2 separate regions of the Cyprinus carpio genome follow, and region 1 is linked to region 2. A link is a contact called in public Hi-C data. All regions are on one chromosome and are shown on one strand. The core of a region is the stretch at or near the end of the contact, and the rest is flanking DNA. Distances in the headings are between cores, read along the strand shown. Region 1 holds the start of LOC109113825 (5'-AMP-activated protein kinase catalytic subunit alpha-2). Region 2 holds the start of LOC109112658 (biogenesis of lysosome-related organelles complex 1 subunit 2-like).

The links. Hi-C and Micro-C count contacts between places; a contact is called where the count stands out from the background.
Region 1: a Hi-C map of liver shows a contact between it and region 2, with 8 times the contacts expected there. The contact joins the promoter of LOC109113825 here to the promoter of LOC109112658 in region 2. A contact is called at or near these places in 5 of 8 Hi-C or Micro-C datasets (liver and skeletal muscle).

Annotation. Positions count from the first base shown.
Region 1 is chrA20:9,959,557-9,965,253 of ASM1834038v1, forward strand. LOC109113825 (5'-AMP-activated protein kinase catalytic subunit alpha-2) reads left to right here and starts at 3,855. Exons shown (of 9, transcript XM_042777568.1): 1 at 3,855-4,116. The coding sequence starts at 4,023. It overlaps LOC109113307 (phospholipid phosphatase 3-like), which reads right to left and starts at 1,700. Exons shown (of 6, transcript XM_042777567.1): 1 at 1,143-1,700. The coding sequence starts at 1,278.
Region 2 is chrA20:9,748,091-9,753,643 of ASM1834038v1, forward strand. LOC109112658 (biogenesis of lysosome-related organelles complex 1 subunit 2-like) reads left to right here and starts at 4,260. Exons shown (of 5, transcript XM_019125564.2): 1 at 4,260-4,510; 2 at 4,816-4,932; 3 at 5,021-5,140; 4 at 5,365-5,469. The coding sequence starts at 4,339. It overlaps LOC109112960 (ubiquitin carboxyl-terminal hydrolase 24-like), which reads right to left. Exons shown (of 74, transcript XM_042777233.1): 6 at 2,768-3,034; 7 at 2,565-2,766. The coding sequence starts at 2,844.

The DNA of each region.
Region 1 (5,697 bases), core at 2,605-5,104, 210 kb after region 2:
ATTTTAAAGAAAAAAGAAAGAAAATGCACGCACCTGAGAGCAATTTACAGATAACACTGTCTATCCTCTGTAGACAAGTATGTCATGGACAATTGACTGAACTTAACTTCAAATCTAAATAAACACTTTCATAACAAACTCTACAGATCAGACTAATCAATTGCATATGGTCATGATGGTGTGCCTCAAAATCTGTTGCGTCGCAACTATAAAAAGCTGTGAACAAAGTCATGTTTACAAAACTTGTTTTGACTACAGATGATTCTGTTACATTTAAGTGATCGGTTAACCATAATAAGCATGTTCATATGCCACTTCAAAAGATGCCAATAGGGCGCAAAGGGGCCACAATAACTCCCTCCTTCTTCTGATGAATGAGAAGGCTTTCTTTAAAACAATCCAAATTATGTTTCTTACACATTTTATGGAGGAAGAAAAACAAAACAAATCAAGTGGTTTACATCAACAACAGTGCCAACTTCGCCCATCCTACTGGCTGTGATAAGAGCACTTAACGGTTATTCCTCTGTTTACTAAGATAACAATGCAGTGACCTTTTTTTTGCATTGTCATCTCAATAAATAGCAGTTTATTTACTTCAGCTTTCATGCTTTCCTATAGATTAACAGTTAAACCAGTTTAACTTCAGTTCGGAACATTTATTCCACCTGGTTCATTTTGTCGCACAAAACGTGTACTATTTTCCCTTTTTTTATTGTTTTATTTTTATCTGCAATTTGACATATTCCTCTCCCCAGCATTCTGTATTGCTGTGCAAAAATAGACTAATAAATAATACAGGCCTATATATATATATATATATATATATATATATATATATATATATATATATATATATATACATATACACACACACATATCATAACACATAAGAATAATAATAACAATTATAATAAAAGTGATTCATTTTTAACGTTATTTTCTTAGTAGCCTATGTATATTGAGATATATTTAAAATAATACATAAACAACAATATAAATAACACCATAAAAATTAAACCACTTTCACATTAGAGAGTGTTCAATTGCAAACTACTATTATGTAAATCTGCGTATGGTGCATTGATTTTAGACATAATGCGGGTTTTACTGTTACAAATGTTTGTGTGTTGGACACTCACCCAGAACAAGGCAGAAGATGTCTAGTGCTATCAAGAGTTTCCTCTTGCTGTTGTCTACGCCGTTGTTATTTAACGTGGATGTTCCTCCGTTTCTTGTTTCGGGTGCCATCGCCTTCTCATACATATAGTTTTGCATTTGAGAGAGTTCCTCCGGATGTCTTTCTCCTAAAATCCCAGAGATTTCAGTGGTCTTGTCAGCAAGAACGTGTCGTATAGAGTTTGAGGGAGTTAAAGTCCCGGCTTTTTAAGTGGGAAGACGTCCTGAAAAGTTAGTGAAAACAATGAGTTGTCCGTGCAATCAAGTTCATTCAACTTTGTCCGGTGAAGCCGCAGTGTTCCGGAGCGGTAAGTTACCTTTCTGAATGATGAGTCGCTTTGAGTCGGTTAGTTAAGTTTAGTTCTGGTTCTAGGCTACTTGAAGGTTTGAACTGAGAGCGGCGTTTTAAAACTAGGAGATGAACTCCAGTTTATGAATCCTCCTCTGGGCTCCACCTCCTTTCCTTCAGTAAGCGTTCGCCCCCCTTCTCCTGTCCTGAGCCGCGCTGGATGAATGAAGCCCTCAGCCCTCCAGGACACAGCGAGCTGCACTGCCCCCAGCGCCCGCTGCTCGGAACCGTGACCACGCCGCTCTCTCATTTACCGGGAAGTCACGTCGCGGGGCGTTAAAGGGAGCAGAAAGCCTGTGGGTTTCGATTTCCTCTGATAAATCATTTCATCCCTTGATATTCTATGTGTCATTCATAAATAGTATAAGTAATGAAAGTAGTATTCATAAAATGCATTTCCTTTAAAAAATGTAAATACTTTGATTTTTAAACAATTTTTGTTAATAATAGCCTAATAATAATAATAATAAACAATTTCTTGAAACTCTGTATTTAAATGTGCTTTGTGGCAAATTTTCGTATTGTCCACGGTGTTGTACTAAATTAATGGGTTTTTAGTTTATTAAACCATTTGTCTGTTATTATTTATTTATTTAGTGAGTGATCCAAAACACATTAAATGTAAAGGATGTGAAACTCTAAAGCACAGGGAAAAGCTGCAATAGAAGTGGTCTTTAAAAATGTAAGCATGGTAGAAGTTCAACTTTTTGCAGGACAATGATCCCACCCATAAAGATTAAATTAACATTTGACTAGCAACAGCACAGTGAGGAAAATGGCCTACAATGGCCGTGTCAAAGACCCCAATCCAACAGAGGATCTAGGCACTATATAAGATAATTGTGGTGTTCAAGAATCAATTGACTAAACTGCAGGAAACCTAAAATAAATAAATAAATTATCATGCTATTGCAGCAAAGGTGGCTTGAACACAACTCTTTCTTTCTCTTTCTTTTATGCATATCCCAATGTAGTCACATGTATTTTCTAATATAACCCCCACCCCCAAATATAAAGCTATTCTTGGCTTGAATCAGGATGCCGATAAATTGGATGCCACTGTAACATCCCTCCACCTCAACACTGATGAAGCACTTCCATCTAGAGGTGAAAAGCATGTAATACACTAATACGCTTGAATAATATTAGACCAGTTGTTCCCAGGCTCCAAGACCTGAAATAAGTGTGTCAGACAAGGACACATGCAAAATGTGCAGTGCTGTGTAATATATATCTCAAATAAACCGTTTCAGTTGTGTACAGCGCATATAGCCTTTACACATAAGTCAACTTCTGACAATCCATGACTGTGCAAGTTACAAAATGTAGCCTACAAAAATGTGCCAATGTACGACTTTAAAGACATGTTGGAGGGCACTGGTTTACTGGGACAAATAGACTAAACTATATAACTGTATATATAACTTATAAGAATAATTTTATCTGTTCAACACATTTAGATTCAACATGTTCACTTACTAATAACTATTTACTTATAAAATACTGTAATACTATTACTTACATGAACTCAGATCAGGCTTGATTTTGCCTGGTATTATAAAGGTTTTTGTAAATATATGACAACAAAATCTGTTGATAAAAAATTGTGCAGCTGTGAAATTGTATGATTTTTTATTTTTATTTTAAATTAACACTTCCTTGTCACGACAGTAGTTATGTTTCTTTAAACAACACACATCTCTTTATATTTTATATTTTCTAGCTTTATTATATTATTTTACTCTATGAAGTAATGTGTTATTATGGTTATAAAAAGTCTTAAATGCCCAGTAAATGTCATGTAATGTCACAATGTTTATAAAAAAAAAGAGATAAAAATCAAATGAAATGGTATGTTGTAGTTATGTTATTATAAAATGGTTATTATAGTTAGGGCAATTATAGTTAACTAAAACTAAAATAAACGATTTAATTAATATTTATAGCAGCTAGTTGCCAAAGCAACATTCCTCATTTTCATTTCATTGAACTTGATGAACTAAAATAACTCGAACTGAAATAAAATGAATAAAAACTATGTAAAATAAATAAATAAATAAATAAATAAATAAATAAATAAAAAAAAAAAACATGCATGATAAAATGCACAACAAAAACACTAGGCTAAAATTATAAAGGAAATATAAAAATAAAAAGCAATTCAAAATATGTATAAAAACTATAATAGTATATAAAAACTAACAATATAATTATACTAAACCATCACTGATGAAGTGGAAATGTTGTTATATTTAACTGTAAGTAAAGCTGTGACGTGTAGGCTATGTGAGGTAACCAGTGAGGGGAACAGTCTTGTTTACCTAAACCGCCCCCTTTCCCAGCAGTTAACGCCTTATCAGCTGATCCGAGAGCTGTCTGTATGTGTAGAGTTTACAGAGTTCCCCTGAAGCTGAATTCAGATCAGCACTTAGAGGGGTTTAGTAAAGCTCAATCCTGCCTCCTGTGAGGCAGCCCGAGGATCTCACGTAGTAAAATGGCTGAAAAGCAGAAACACGAAGGCAGGGTAAAGATAGGACACTACATCCTCGGAGACACGCTGGGAGTCGGGACATTTGGAAAAGTGAAGAGTTAAGTCTATGCATTTACTATACGTGTTTGAATGTTGCATGGGACGGAAGTGCGAACGTATGTTTTCGGGGTGGCTAGTGCTGAACTTGCCGGCGGACGTTCTGCGCAATTTACGTAGCATGGATTGCGTAGGAAGAGCCTCCGCTAACGTCCTCCAGGCGCATAGAGTGCGTAGGCTGTTAGTGAATACGACGCAGAGCTGAAAAATTCTTTCAGCACCACAGTAGACGCTACACTTGCAATCGTGTTTGTGTACATGTTTAATATCACAGCATTTGGGAAACTATCTGTCATTTCGGGAATATATAGGTCTCACGTACTTACGCCGCCTCAATATTTGATATTTTACACATTTTAATGCAATGTCATCCTCCCTGAAGTGCGATCATTCATTGGGCTGCGCTCTTTTAATGTTTTTTTTTTTTTTCGCATAAATTTCAAGCACCCAAATTGTTGAATCTTTAAAACGTTTGTCTCAAACGTATATTCTTCAGATTATTTGAAAAGCAGCACCGGAATAAATGCTATATTTAGTGTATTTTACCTGCAGCGCTGCTTTGACCTTGCAGTCATTTTCTATTCTAAGTGCGACTGGAAATGCCGCTCATTTTGCAAATGACGTTTCGCACGGATATGGTGCCCTGTGTGCATTATTTCACCTCAAGAACAACAAATGCTGTGTTTTCAAAACTACTGAGATGCCTGCCTAGACAGCATGTTTGCGTGTGCAGAATTTTTAGACTGTAAAACATTCCCATTCATCTCAGTGGTTCTTGCTCAGCTGCTACAGGAACCCAGGTGTCTGACAGGCAGGCCCCCTGGAGAATCATTCCCTTCTTACCCCAGCGTCATTCTATAGAGTGCAACAGGGCCCACCCACTTTTTCAGTGGCCATGGTTCCTGAAGTATTTTTTTCTCATTGGGACTTTTGAAAAGTCTGTTTAAGAGCCATAAACCAAAACAATTAGTGTTAGAAGTTTTGATTTGAAGCAAAAAAGCACTCAAAAATCAGAAAAAAAGACAAAGGAACAAGACTGGACCTCGAGGGCCATAGTTGAGAACCCCTGGCGTGCTTAATGGCCTTAATTCGAGAAAGAATTACAATCCCATGACGCATTGCGAATGACAAATTAAAATTTAAAGACATAATCTTATATTCATTTTTATTGCATATTATGTTGCATATTATGCATAGTTTTATGTATTCTGAGAGCGTAGGGAATGATGTATTCATTCGCACTTCTCCACAAAGAGTGGGCGGGCACTAAACTGTTCTTTTGGCATGATGTGCTTGTCAGATCTCTGATTGGCGGAGATTACTCTGCAGAAGAATTTTAGATTTTTTTTTACCAGATATGCAAACTTTTAAATTTTTTCATGCTTCTCAAAAGCGGAAGTTGTCATGGGTATCCTCTGCCGTGATGAATGGGAACTACAACAAATATTGCTTTTGTGTTCCCATTTGCTCCAATAGCGAAAGAAAAGAAAAGTGTTATGCAAATCTTCCCACATCATGACATAGACATGTGGGGGTGTGTTTAAATGAGGCGTTTTAGGAGGGCGTGGACAAGTCTTAACTT
Region 2 (5,553 bases), core at 3,010-5,509:
AAAAAAAATTGGAATGCTGAAAAAGTATTTTCAGGGTCAATGTTTGGATTTGAAATCAAAGTAATGGAGAAATGTTGTGTTTGTGGTAAACAGCCACGGATCATTAGCAGACTCTTGTGTGAAAGCACAGTCCGTGCTGCTTCTCCTCTCACAAGAGTCACGTAAGAGGGGAATTCCCTCCATTTTCAGAAATGAAATTCAGGCCCTGAATAAATGTCTAAAAATCCTGATTAGAGTACCACTATAAATAGTTATAAATGATAAAAAGAAGGCTTTAAAAAGATCTGCATCGGCAGATACTGCTTTCTGTGATCAGTGATCGGCCTCAAAAATCCTGATCAGAGCACCCCTAATTTATTTGCTTTCTATTTGTTTATAGTAACTGTTCCAGACGTTTCTCCACGCAGAGAACATAATACATCACTGAATATTACAATTTATTTAACCAATATTATCAACTAAACTCAGGACCTTGCATTTAGGAAATTATTTAGGTCTAACAAGTAGCCTAGTATTCAGTTACAGAAATATACAGAAATATCCCAGAAAAAAATTCAAAAACTGATCTTTAATAAATAAAAGAAACTTTCACTTACTCAAAGACAAATATATCCGTGACTTTGTTTTGTCTCAAGATGCACACAAGTAAATGATTTTTCTAAGGCATGTTAATAAAAATGACTTAAATGTCCTAATTGAACTATGGCCTAATCCTGGCTTAGTCTAAGCCCTGTCTGTAAAACCGGGCCTTTAATGGTTAAAATTAAAGTTACAAAAGTTATTTATCCAAAATCATCGATACATCTTAATCACTCATATTTTTTGTCTTTTGTTGTTTGATTAACAATAATGACAGACACACAGCTTTATTAGGCTGCTGTCCCTTTAAGACCTAAAGCACAGATCCAATATTCTTATACACACAATGGTTTTCTTTCTCAACAACTGCTTACAGTACATTCACTTAAGACAAAACCGACTGTGTTTATGAGAATACTCGCCAGGCGGGCATTTTGACATAACTGTGTGTATTTAGCTTCTTAAACGCAATAAGCTGCAAAAAATCACTCAATTTGGTAGTCGCGAGGTGTTTGCGAGGCGGCTTTATATGCGGAGCTTAAATGATACAGGCAAGTGACAATTCTATCAACTGTCCCAAAACCATTGTGGAGCGCACAACTACTGAATGGTTTAAAAAAGATGTCCAAATGATACAGGCAAGTGACAATTCTATCAACTGTCCCAAAAAACGAGCGAAAATCTCGGGCCTGGGAAATTGCCGTTTTGAAATTCCATGACTTTTCCAGGTTTTTTCCATCATTTAGATTACATTTGTGCTAACCGAACCATATACTGATGTAGCTTTTGTGCTATTTTGACAGATAAAAAATCAGAAAAGAGCCACAATAGACTTATGGAAAGTTAAAATCATCTTAATTTAAACATAATAAAACAAAATCAGATCTTATGATTTTAAAGCATATTAGGAAAAAGTAACTACATACAAAAAAACAATATTGAAAAACATGAAATTTTACAGCAATATCCATTCATTCGTAGAAGTGATGACTGTATCAATGCAACATTTAATGCCATTCCAAACATACATTTGATGAATTCCTGCTTTCAATCTCAAGACACTAATGAGGAAGGATGAATTAGGCAGACCAGAGACACACTAAGAACAGAAGACATCACATCCAAACCTTGCGCGCGTATACAAACGAACAAACAATACATTAATTAATGTGTTAATGTTAATTAAAGTGTTTGTTCATCTCTTACGTGGGAATGACTAGGGGCGAGACTCCAATGCACACACAAAAAATATATTAAAGAACATGTGAATTTTGCTAGGACTATTTCCGTGGACAGCAAATTAATCTCATCACACTGTCTGTCTAATTGTCAACCCAGTAACATTATCTTGTTGTCTTCTGAGTATTGGCTTCTCCGCGGACTTGAAGAATCAGAGGTTTAACATAACAGAAATGACAATGCAAACTGTGTAAGTCTAATGTACTGATTACGAGTATTTTAAAAAGTAGTTTACTCTTGAGATTTGGAATCTGAACAACCTTACATGAATCATAACAGCAAGACAGACAAATCATCAGCCACACGTTTCCTCCTATTACTCAACAGCAAGACAGACATTAGTTTAATAATTGATCAAGAGGAAAAACACTCCATTGGCTGAATGCTTCCCTTTCAACGCGCAAATAAAAACAAAGTAAACTCTAACAAAGTCACGCGTTTAAATGCAATCTACGAACACCCATCCCCCAAGATACTACAACTTCTGCTGCCATGTGAATGAATGCCTCTGCTGAATTTCTTCGTAACCTGCTAAAGCATGCATAAGCATGTAACGTTAAGAGAAAATATCTTGACATCCTTGTCAGGTGTTGCATGCACATGCACAACAGGTAATAACGTTACATGCTTATGCAGAGGCGATAAAGGCGTGCGCGCGCCTTTCCCTCCGGTTTTTGACAGCCCCGGTGGTTCCGCCTCAAGCAACCGTGCGAATGATCCCAAATGCATGCGTTTCATAATCATACCTCACTTTCCACGACATCGTGATACGCAGGCGGAGGATCAAACCCTCCGGTGCCCGTGCGCCCGCTGCTCTCGCCGTCTCCGCTGAGGCCGGAGCTCGGGGATGGGCCGCTTTCCATCGGCTCGTAGCCGTATCCGAGTCCCGGGCTTTCGTTGGTGAGCAGCGCTACAGCCTCGTTGATGTCGTTTTTGGCCAGGCGGAGCTTTCCGGATGGCCACCGGGTCTGGGAAGCCCATGCATAACAGCGTGGTCATGTGCTGCTCCTCCTCTGTCTCCATCATGGAAGTGTGTCGATGATCCGGGCTTCAGTAAGGGGGCACATAGCACAGGCATCTGGCTGTGCACGCCGCCATGTTTACAGTCGGTGGTGCTGCTGGTATCCTGTCACGATGGATTCCCGTCACAGGCAGAGGGCAGCGGGCTGAGAGAGGGCCACGCCAAACCTGTGAAGCGGGCGACGCCAATGGAACGCTAGGAGGGTGTAGACGGATAGTCTTTTCAAAACAAAGGTACAAAAAAAAACCTTCATAATAATAATAATAATAATAATAATACATATAAATTGTAAGAAAAATGCATGTATATAAAATAATGACTTAAATAAAATAATAAAATAAAGAAACAAGCAACACAAGTAAATTAATAATACAAATAATCAGTAGATACATTCATTCAACATCATAAAGTGTGAATAATAATATTTCCCTTATCATTAATATGTGTGTGAAAATTAGTAAAATATGACTCAAAGTGTACTATATAACACACATTTCATGTTATAGTATCATTCTTTTAAAGAAGAAACTGGATATATTTTAAGTGGATTATTTATTGATCAGTTGTTTAAGTTATTAGTTTATTGTGCTTTTTGAATTAGTTTGAATTTAATGAATCAATAAAATTAAAAAAATATTTAATGTAATCTGAAATGTATTATCTTTATATATATATATGTGTGTGTGTGTGAAATGTGTATATTTCTTATGTATATATAAATGCACACACACAATATATCACGATTAATCACATAGAAATAACATTTTAGTTTATATAATATATGTGAAATGTGTATATTTCTTATGTATATATAAATGCACACACACATATATAAACACACACACACACACACACACACACACACACATATATATATTAATATTATATAAATATATTTTATATATAAACAAAACATATTTTTTTAATATATATGCATGTCTGTAAACATATTATAAAAAAAAAAAAAGCTTTTTTGACAGCACTATATATATATCACTACATTTAGAATCCACACAAAAAGACACGAGGACAAAATTCCGAGTACTAATCCAATTTCGCATTAATAATTATTTTGAAAAGCACTCGGGCGGAAATACATATCATAGAAGCTCATTGTTCTGTGCTTCACTCTTTTTAAATTGGCAGCGTTGTCACGCAGCCCCACCCATATCGGCATATGAAACGTGTTTTTGACCTATACTTTATTAATTCATGATACACCTTTAAGTTTCACATTCTGTATTTGGGAACTGTATCTGATATGCATGTCAAAAAGAATATTACATACAAAAGAAGTAAGAGTAACAAATCTGATTACTTTGTAATTGTTTTCACATATTATCGTAACGCTTCATAAATAATAAAGTGTTATCTCAGCTTCGCTACACCAGATTTTTCTTAAAAAAACAATTCGATTTAATTTCACTGCATAAGAAAAAAAGACAGAAACGAGGAGTCACGTGAAACTGGTTCTGGTCATGTGATCATGTGAGCTGAAAATGGCAGCTACAGGAGATGAGTCCGCAGTGATGGACAGCATCTGCAAAGCGCCCGCTCCCCCGACCGACCTCCAGCTCACAGCCGAGCCCGAGCCCGAGCACGAGCACGAGCAGGAGCACAGGAGAGACGATGCGACAGAGAACCCAAAAGCCAAAAGACCCAGTACTAACAGTAAGCTGCTTTTGTAAATAAATCAGCCTGTGTGCAAGTCACTGCAGCTTCATCTGTAGTAGAGATTCTCTCAGCTTTCCAGTGCAGCTATTGCAACGTCAGGTTGTGTTTGTCGCTTATTTTTGAGCGAATGCACCCTGTTTTGGGTGTTTGACTTGTTCTGTTTCCAAAGAGAACGATGCGTTTTGTGTACATTTGTCACTAGACTGTGTCTGTGTCTCAAAACCCAGTAAGCTGTCTAACTAGATAAATACATTTAGTGCTTAAAAACTCTGCTCACTAAAAGTGTCTGCTGTCTGTAACAGATGACGGAGGAGTGGAGACGGCGGAGGAGGCCACTGAACCCGCTGAACCTGATATCAATGAGCTCTGCAGAGACATGTTTGACAAAATGTCAGTTTTCTTACAGGGAGAGCTCACCGGTAATGATAATAGAAGAATAATGAATATATGTCTCTCTCTTTCTGTTTATATAGAACTCCGTGTGTAATATTTGTTCTGTTTGCTCAGCAACCTGTGAGGACTACAAGCTCCTGGAGAACATGAACAAACTCACCAGTCTGAAGTACATGGAGATGAAGGACATATCCATCAACATCAGCCGCAATCTACAAGATCTCAACCAGAAATGTGAGAAATGTGGCAGCAATATATCAAATCAACCAATGTATGTTGTTAATATGACATTAAGCTTCTTTTTTTCCCAACCAGATTGTCTTATCATAATGTTCAAAGTACACTTGTGTTTATGAACATCACTGTTATCATTGCATGCATTTATTTTTGTGCTAATAAGCGAGTATGCAAGCCATATATTGATTGTTTTAAATGATGTCCTCTTTTTTTTGCTCTAGATGCCAGTTTGCAGCCTTATCTGGATCAGATTAACCAGATCGAAGAGCAGGTTACGGCTCTGGAACAGGCTGCTTATAAACTAGACACATATTCAAAGAAACTGGGTGAGTACTAAGAGCTCTTTTACTGTTTTATTATTTGCTTTTATATATTTTATATTTAATTTGATTAAAAGCGATGAAGGACAC